Linked DNA regions of Mus musculus: region 1 is linked to region 2. A link is a contact called in public HiChIP or PLAC-seq data. All regions are on one chromosome and are shown on one strand. The core of a region is the stretch at or near the end of the contact, and the rest is flanking DNA. Distances in the headings are between cores, read along the strand shown. Region 1 holds the start of Hsh2d (hematopoietic SH2 domain containing). Region 2 overlaps Tpm4 (tropomyosin 4).

Region 1 (4,135 bases), core at 1,564-4,063, 40 kb after region 2:
AAAGTCCTTCCACAGTCCTCCTCAAAACATGATCAGGTTGTCACAGGAATACCCCCACTATGCTGGTACCAATTTGTCTTAGTCAGAGTTTCTTTTTTTTTTTTTTTTTTTTTTTTTTTGGTTTTTTTTCGAGACAGGGTTTCTCTGTAGCCCTGGCTGTCCTGGCACTCACTTTGTAGACCAGGCTGGCCTCGAACTCAGAAATCCGCCTGCCTCTGCCTCCCGAGTGCTGGGATTAGAGGCGTGCGCCACCACGCCCGGCTTAGACAGGGTTTCTATTCCTGCACAAACATCATGACCAAAAAGCAGTTAGGGAGGAAAAGGTTTATTCAGCTTACACTTCTACTGCTGTTCATCACCAAGGAAGTCAGGACTGGAATTCAAGCAAGTCAGGAAGCTGATGCAGAGGCCATGGAGGGATGTTCCTTACTGACTTGCTTCCCCTGGCTTGCCTCAGCCTGCTCTCTTATGGAACCAAGACTACCAGTCCAGAGATGGTCCCACCCACAAGGGGCCTTTCCCACTTGATCACTAATTGAGAAAATGCCTTACAGCTGGCTCTCATGGAGGCGTTTCCTCAACTGAAGCTCCTTTCTCTGTGATAACTCCAGCTGTGTCAAGTTGACACATAAAACCAGCCAGTACACATGCTCAGTTTAAATTAAACACCTCATCCTAAGACAGGGTTTCCCCCTTTATGAACCGATATTTGCCTATGGGCCACATCAGTCTCCTCTATCCAGAGGCAGTACTTTGTCCCCTTCCTAAGCAAATACCCCTCATCCCCTCCCTTGCTTCTCCTTTGTTTCTCTTCCCTTCTTCCTCTCCTTCCTGTCTTTGTACCTTATCCCTGCCCTATCCCTCTAGAGTAAATAAATCTCCTTTGTGCTGAGAACTTGGTCTTGAGGGTCCTGAGAGGATAGTTTTCCTTTCACTTCCCTTGGAGGCTGTGGCTGTGTCCATTTGTTAATCAGAGACATGAGGGTGGGGGAATTCTACTTTGACAGACTGACAAGAAGATGTTAGTCTAGAGGACCACAGTCCCCAAGCTGCTCAGAAGTGGGGTGGACAAAGAGCCAAGCCAAAACAGCTCATGTTCTCCAAGACTGAGTCACATACACAAGAGAACCCCACAGGACCAGCCCTGCGCAACAAAGTGTGAGGAGGATTGGAGAGGTCAAGTGAGTTCTATGAAGTTGGCCCCGCCAGTGAAAGCACATCTCATCCTGAGTCTAGGCAAAAGTCAATGAATTAAGTCACAATAACTTGCCCAGATGTGCTGACTCAGCTGAACCCTTGGGCCCTTAAGTGGGTCTATCATCAGAGCCTACACTGGTTTCCTCCACTGTTGGACCTTTGCAGCCCAGAAACTCCCAAGCCTATGCCACCCTGGAGAGGAGCAGGGGTCAGAGAGGCACCAACTCTATCCTAGAAAGTGTTCATTCCAAAGACCCAGGATAGGTGGAAATGCACTGGGTGCAGAGGCAAGACGGAAATGCACTGGGTGCAGAGGCAAGAAGGGGTGGGCCAGGAAGCTTACAGCCAAGTCAGCTATGCCTGTTAGGTACAGGGACACATCACCCAGGACCCAGAGTGTGCACATACATTGTAGTTCATTTTAAAATCAGAAGAAAAATCAGGCATGGACTGGGTCTGCAGCTCAGTTGGCAGGGTACTCACATATGGTGAAAGAACTCCTGGGTCCCATCCCAGTATCGCAGAAAATACAGACACCTCTATGATCCCAGCACCCAGGAGATAGAGACAGGAAGAGCAGAGATGCAACATCATCCTCAGTGTTCTGTGGATTCCAGGCCAGCCAGGATGCTGTGAGATCCTGTTTTAGAAAAATAAAAAACAGAAGGGAGAAAAAAACCAGAATAAGATAGATGGACTCTATGGTTTACTCCAGTTTGTTTTGTTTGTTTGTTTGTTTGCTTGCTTGCTTGCTTTCTTGCTTTGGTTTAGTTTGGATATTGAGTTTGAATGTCCCTATGTTAGCCCAGGCTAGCCTGGAACCCCAAATCCTCCTGCCTCAGGCTACTGAGTACTGCAACTACAGACCCAAGCCATCTTGCTTTGATGTTGGCCTAGAGGGCAACATGACTGTAGAATGATATTTCAAATGAGTTTTGCAAAGGAAGGTATGATAGGTGTTGTGTGTGCAGCAAGTCTGTCCTTTCATGTCTCCTTCATGTCTGGGGCATATGCAGTTCCCTGTCCTGTATATGCATACTGTTCCTGTATCCTGTCCCCCCCAAGCAGCCTCTCCTACTTGTTGCCTTTCACTCTCTGATTGCCATATGCCCATTTCCTGACCTATGACTACTTCAAGGTTGCTGTTAAGAGGCTGGGAATCTAGCTCAGTAGGTAGAGTGCTTGTAGCTCAGTAGGTAAAGTGATTGTAGCTCACTTAGCAAGCATGAAGCCCTGGGTTCCATCCCCAGCAATGCATAATCTTGGCATGATGGTAAACCCTGAGGTCGAGGCAAGAGTCTACTTCAGCACCCCAATTGGGGTGCATAAAGCTGTATCTCAAGGGGGAAAAAAACTAGAAGAATACCAATATTGGGAAGCAGGGCGGCAGCTGTCTCAGCGATTCCATAGAGTTGGTAGAGAGTAAGTACTGAGCAAGGCTTGGCAAGAACAACTCCAGCCTCAGACTCAAGCCTTGAGAGTTATTCTGGTCCCACCCTGTTCACCTGCTGGAGGAAACAGGAACTGACTGAGGCTCCTGGCCCTGCCCCTCTGACGTGTGGACCCTGAACCGAAACTTAAACTCCAGCTCAAGCCAGCTCAAGAGCCCTTCGGAACACAACCCAAGCTGTCCAAGGTATGCATCCTACATCCTGCACCCTGCATCCAGAATCCTGGCATCCCTGCATCCCAACATGCCCCAGCTTCAGAGGCTCTGGGACTTCAGCACTGGGTGTAGTGGTGCTAGAAGATGAGAGAAGGGTTTACCAGAGGAGGAAAGCATTGCAAGGGCTAAACTCTGGCATGGCTCTCCACACAAGTCATTGCAGCGCTTTGGAGGCCGAGGCAGGCTGTACACGTTTGAGGCTGGTTTCAGCTAGCTACATGGTGAGACCTGATTCATAGAAACCAAGTGTTCCAAGAAAACCACGAGGGGAAGGCAGAGAGAGGTAAAGCCCCTCCGGCCCCACGGGGTTTTACTGGAGCTGCCAGAGAAAGGAAGGAATTTAACTGAGAAGCTCCGGGAGAGGGTGGGACTGTGGCCAGGGTTTTGTTTGAGCAGGGGAGGCAGGGAAGCTGGCTGGAGGAAGGGACATTTGTATTGAGTCTTGAAAGACTTGTAGGAGTGTTCTGAAGTAGAAAGAGAATAAACATTGAGACCTTTCTGTGTAGCATGTAGCTGGGTTCAGCTGTACTTTAGAGACACGTGTATCTGCTTCATGATGGTGCTACACTCTGGGAGACATGTTGGTAGGTGATAGCCTGGACAGGATTGTCTGTTGCACTCCTGGAGGCCTAGACTCCAATGTGCTTGAACACGGTCAGAACTAGAGCACTGTGGCAAACATGTGCCTGTCTCTGCCTGTGAAGCACAGTGAATAATGAAATAAAAAGGGGAAGTAAACTGAAGTGGGTGGTGCACTCCAGAGGCAGAGGCAGAGGCAGGGGGATCTCTGAGTTCAAGGCCAGCCTGGTCTATAGAGCAAGTTCCCCGGACAGCCAGGGCTTTACAAAGAAAACCCGTCTTGAAAAAAAACAAAGACAAAAAAAAAAAAAAAAAAAAAGAAGAGAAAGGAGGCAGTGGGAGACCCTCCTAGGGACGTTGTCTAGTCACACTCGGCAAGGCAGCCAACCTTCATTCAAAGACTGTTTCAATCCATACAGTGAAGAGTAAGTGAGGAAGAGCCAGTGTCAGCTGCAGGCCTACACACACAGCTGCACACACACGTGTCTGTACACATGGTCACCCCCCCCATACACATTCAAAATTTTTAAATATTAGAATGAGGCTGGAGAGTCGGCAGTTAAGAGTGTACACTGCTCTTGCAGAGTTGCTGAGTTTAGTTCCCAGTGCCTGCATAAGCTTAATGGCCCCTGTAAATCTGGCTCCAGGGATCCAACGCCCTCTTCTGGCCTCCAGTAGTACCTGCATACACAT
Region 2 (4,332 bases), core at 1,574-4,073:
TTGGTGCAGAAAGTGTGGTGACCTGGAAGAAGAGCTCAAGAATGTAACTAACAATCTGAAATCACTGGAGGCTGCTTCTGAAAAGGTGGGTTGGAGGGAAACTTGCTACATCTTGTTCTGTTCTCAATCCAGGTAACCTGACATGTGCTAGGGTATTGTCGTGCAGGCCTTTGCTAATGGGAGCCATATTGAGGATGAGTCTCTCACCTGAAGCTCACCTATTTGGCTAGTCTAGTTAGCCAGCTTGTTCCAGGAATCTCATCTCTACAGAGGGAGCCACACCCATCCAACCTTTATGTGGATGCTGGGGTCCTTGCCAGGCAAATGCTTCACTCGCTGAATCATCTCCCCAGCTCCTTCTTCCTTCCCTTAAGTATTTATTTCATATGTGTAAGTGCTTTGCCAGCATGTATGTCTGCACTGTAGGGCAGGGTGTCAGATCCCCTGGCACTGAACTTACAAAATGGTTGTGAGCGTCCATGTGGGTACTGGGTCCTGAACCCCAGCCCTCTGTAAAAGCAACAAGAGCCCTTAACCTCTGAGGCATCTCTCCAGCCTTTTTCCCTCTTTTAAGGACCACCTTTGGGGTTTGTTGGTTTGTTTTTCTCCCATAGTATTCTGAAAAGGAGGATAAATATGAAGAAGAAATCAAGCTTCTGTCTGACAAGCTGAAGGAGGTGAGTGACCACACCCAGCTTTGCCCTACATTTTGAGGGGCTAATCTGAAGCAGGATAGTGACTCTTTTCTTCCCTAGGCTGAGACCCGAGCTGAGTTTGCAGAAAGGACAGTTTCTAAACTGGAGAAGACAATCGATGACCTGGAAGGTAGGAATCTCCACTTCCCTAAGTGACATATCAAAGTTGAGTGAGTAGGTCTGTGGAGGAACAGAGCTGGGCTTTTTTTCCAGAGTGAAGTCTTCAGAATTCTCACAGAGATGCTTTGCATATTTTAAATGCCTCCAGCTCTTGCTGTCCTTTCTCCCAGAGGCAAGGTTTATCTTAGTGTGAGCAAAGAGGAAAAAGGAGACTGCAGGGCCTCAGTTCCCCAGGGGACACAACTCAGCATTTCTTGAAGTGACTATGTTATTCTCCATGATAGAGCACGGAAATTCCAGACACTTGGGGTTGGGATCTTCCAGGAAGGGAGACTCATTCTTCACGAAATCTTTATCCATATAAGGGAAAATGCTCCTATAGCTGGGTGATTAAGCCATCAGAAGTTATCTTTGGCCCAAGGGTGATTGTAGTGGGGGTTATCTTGAGATAGGGTCTTATAGTGTAAACCAGGCTAGTCTTGCCTCTGCCTTCCAAGTTCTGGGATTAAAGGTGTGTGCTACCACGCCCAGCTCACCATTATTTCAAGGGCTTATCTAGGCTACTCCTGTTCAGAAGCCCAGACCTGTTTGTTTGACATGGGGCTCAACTTTGTCTTCGTTCACACTGTTTGTCTATGCTCTTCTATCTCAACCCTCCATCCTATTTCTTCAACCCCCTTCCTGGAGATACCACCCTCTAGACAAGAGTGCCCAAAAGTTCAGGTAAATAGCTATCAGCAAGGATGTGAACCATCCCTCAGTGACAAGACCTTTCTCTGAGGACTGTAGGTGTCACCTTGGCTCCTAGCCATCTCTAGGTGAACTGGCTCTGGTGCTTAGGAGCTCTAGGGAACCCACCTTCTGGTGTAAACTTTAGCCTTTTCCCCATGTGTCTAACTCTGACTGAAATGACAACAGGCCATCTTCATCTTCTGTTCTTGCCACCTCATCTTTGAGCTGGAGTCCGGTGCCTTTGGCCATGACCAGGATGAAGGTGGGCAGTTGGCTGTCTCTCACAGATTAAATCCTCTTTACCAATGGAAAAATGAGGTCCACATGGCCCTTTTCTGAAAATAAGGAAACAAAAGCCTATCTGGCATGATTCCTCAAACACAGCACTAGCTAACCAGGATGGCAGCGCAGTCACCATTTCTTAATGGAGAGTGTCTGAATTTGTGTCAGCAAATAAAAGGAGGCCCTCTTGATTGGGGTCTAGGCTATGAATTCCAGTGGTTGCTTGCATTCTTTTTTTTTTTTTTAAGATTTTTTATTTTTTAATTTTAAGATTTTTAAATTTTTATTTATTATATGTAAGTACACTGTACTTACATTTTAAGATTTATTTATTTATTATATGTAAATTACATGTAATTTATATATATTATATTATATGTAAGTACACTGTAATATATATATTATATATATTATATGTAAGTACACTGTAGCTGTCTTCAGACATTCCAGAATATATATATATTATATATATTATATGTAAGTACACTGTAGCTGTCTTCAGACATTCCAGAAGAGGGAGTCAGATCTCATTACAGATGGTTGTGAGCCACCATGTGGTTGCTGGGATTTGAACTCTGGACCTTCGGAAGAGGTCTTACCCACTGAGCCATCTCACCAGCCCCGGTTGCTTGCATTCTTATGTGACATTTACCCTAACCCATTTTGTTAGCTGGGCAGTGGTTGTACATGCCTTTAATCCCAACACTTGGGAGGCAGGGGCAGGTGGATCTGAGTTCAAAAACAGCCTGATCTACAGAGGACATTGCTATGGAAAAGTGCTGGGGATGAGGGGGTGGGCCTTTTGTAAACCCTGCCCTATACACCTTGTTTTGCATATGCCCTGGGACAGATCACTGGCTTTGGGGGGTGGAGGGTGCTTTTGTTGTTTGCTCAGTATTTCCCTGAGAAATTTCCAGACACGAATAGCCTCCACCCTTTGAAATAACCACCATCCCTTCCTGCCTCTCTAATCATTCTACTAGAGCCCTACAAGAGTTCAACCCTCTCCTATTGTGTCTGAGCTGTGTTGAGAGTCTCAAGGACAGGGAATACTTTGGGGTGAGGCTCTTTCATTTCAGACCTAATTAACAAAACATGCTAGAGAGGCCAGGATTGGTAGTAGAAAACCTGGGTTGCATCTCACCTCTACTACTGGAACTATACAACACTGAGTGTGTCACTTAGCTTTTCTGTAAAACAAAAGTGCAGTCTGGGTTACCAGGAGAACTAAGAACATGGAGCCTAAGAACATGGAGCAGCTGGCTCACAAAAGCATCCAGTTAACAAGTCTTCACACAGCCAGGTCACAGTAGTTTGTTACATGAAGGCTTCTGTGGCTATAGAGAGACGGCTGTCTTCTGCAGTCTAAAAGTGTTTTGTTTTCCTGAAAATTTCCAGGTTGATCTTATCATAGTTTATGAGGCTTTTTGCTTTCTCCCAGGATTTTAATGACTCCTGGCCTTGTCTTTTATCAGCTGTCACTCACACAAACCAGTCTTCCCTCAGGCTGGTCATGCAGAGCTCTCAATGGCTTTTTAAAATTACTGTATTTTACTTATTTGGTGGTGCAGAGCACACATGTGCTACAGTGCACAGATGTGGGGGTTAGGATAACTCGAAGGGATCAAGTTTCTCCTTCTACCACATGGGTCCTGGGGATGGAACTCAGGTCTTCAGGCTTGGCAGCAGGAACCTTGACCTGATGGGCCATCTTACAAACTGACCTATTTCCTTTTTTAAAATTTTACTTAATCAGCAGAATTACTGAATAGTTTTCCTGCAGTCTTAGGTTGCAGTCTCTGTTATTTACCTGGAGTTATTTACTCCATTGCCAGGGGCACCCTGACAGTGAATACTGTATGCCTGGAATTACAATAGCCACCCACAGGTACTCCAAAGGAAAAATGGGTTACACAGTTTTACATTGTCCTAACAGATGTACTAAGTCATCTGTATCTAGTAGCAAAGTCTTTTATGTGTACATCATCTGAATTCTGAATCCTGTCTCAGTTCTCATGAGGCATCTATCAATCACACACACTGGTGGACAGATAGGCAGACTTAAGACCTAGAAAGCTTGAATGGCTCACTCTAATGATACACTTTAGGGCTTTAGTCCAAGTGTTCTGGCTCACAGATTGCTGGATTTATCTGGAAAAGGAAAACAGGACAATAAATCAAGTTTCACCAAGGCAGAAAAGTTGGTTTTTTATTTTTAAGATTTATTTATTATATGTAAGCACACTGTAGCTGTCTTCAGACATTCCAGAAGAGGGAGTCAGATCTCATTACAGATGGTTGTGAGCCACCATGTGGGTGCTGGGATTTAAACTCGGGACCTCTGGAAGATCAGTAAGTGCTCTTAACCATTGAGCCATGTCTCCAGCCCAGAAAAGTTTACTTTTGTATAGTACATTTTATGCACCATTTGAGATGTTAAATTTTTTAAAAAGATTTATTTATTATTATATCTAAGTACACTGTAGCTGTCTTCAGACACACT

What was found. HiChIP or PLAC-seq counts read pairs in DNA pulled down with a chosen protein or histone mark.
Region 1: an H3K27ac HiChIP or PLAC-seq map of embryonic stem cells shows a contact between it and region 2, with 10 read pairs. The contact joins the promoter of Hsh2d here to the enhancer-like site in region 2. A contact is called at or near these places in 3 of 39 promoter capture datasets (embryonic stem cells and macrophages), 2 of 484 Hi-C or Micro-C datasets (B cells and embryonic stem cells), 8 of 115 datasets of contacts at active chromatin or transcription factors (CD8 T cells, double positive thymocytes, embryonic stem cells and 1 more) and 3 of 9 other capture datasets (adipose tissue, liver and pancreatic islet).

The regions. Positions count from the first base shown.
Region 1 is chr8:72,186,855-72,190,989 of GRCm38.p6, forward strand. Hsh2d (hematopoietic SH2 domain containing) reads left to right here and starts at 2,814. Exons shown (of 6, transcript NM_197944.1): 1 at 2,814-2,833.
Region 2 is chr8:72,146,443-72,150,774 of GRCm38.p6, forward strand. Tpm4 (tropomyosin 4) reads left to right here. Exons shown (of 8, transcript NM_001001491.2): 5 at 10-85; 6 at 615-677; 7 at 756-825. Among named protein-coding and RNA genes, the nearest start is that of Rab8a, 13 kb to the right of the region's middle. Within about 2 kb of position 2,824, at least 14 of the 459 cell types and tissues checked have an H3K27ac peak or open chromatin away from gene starts, as enhancers often do. A contact at or near this core is called in embryonic stem cells, where this site is marked.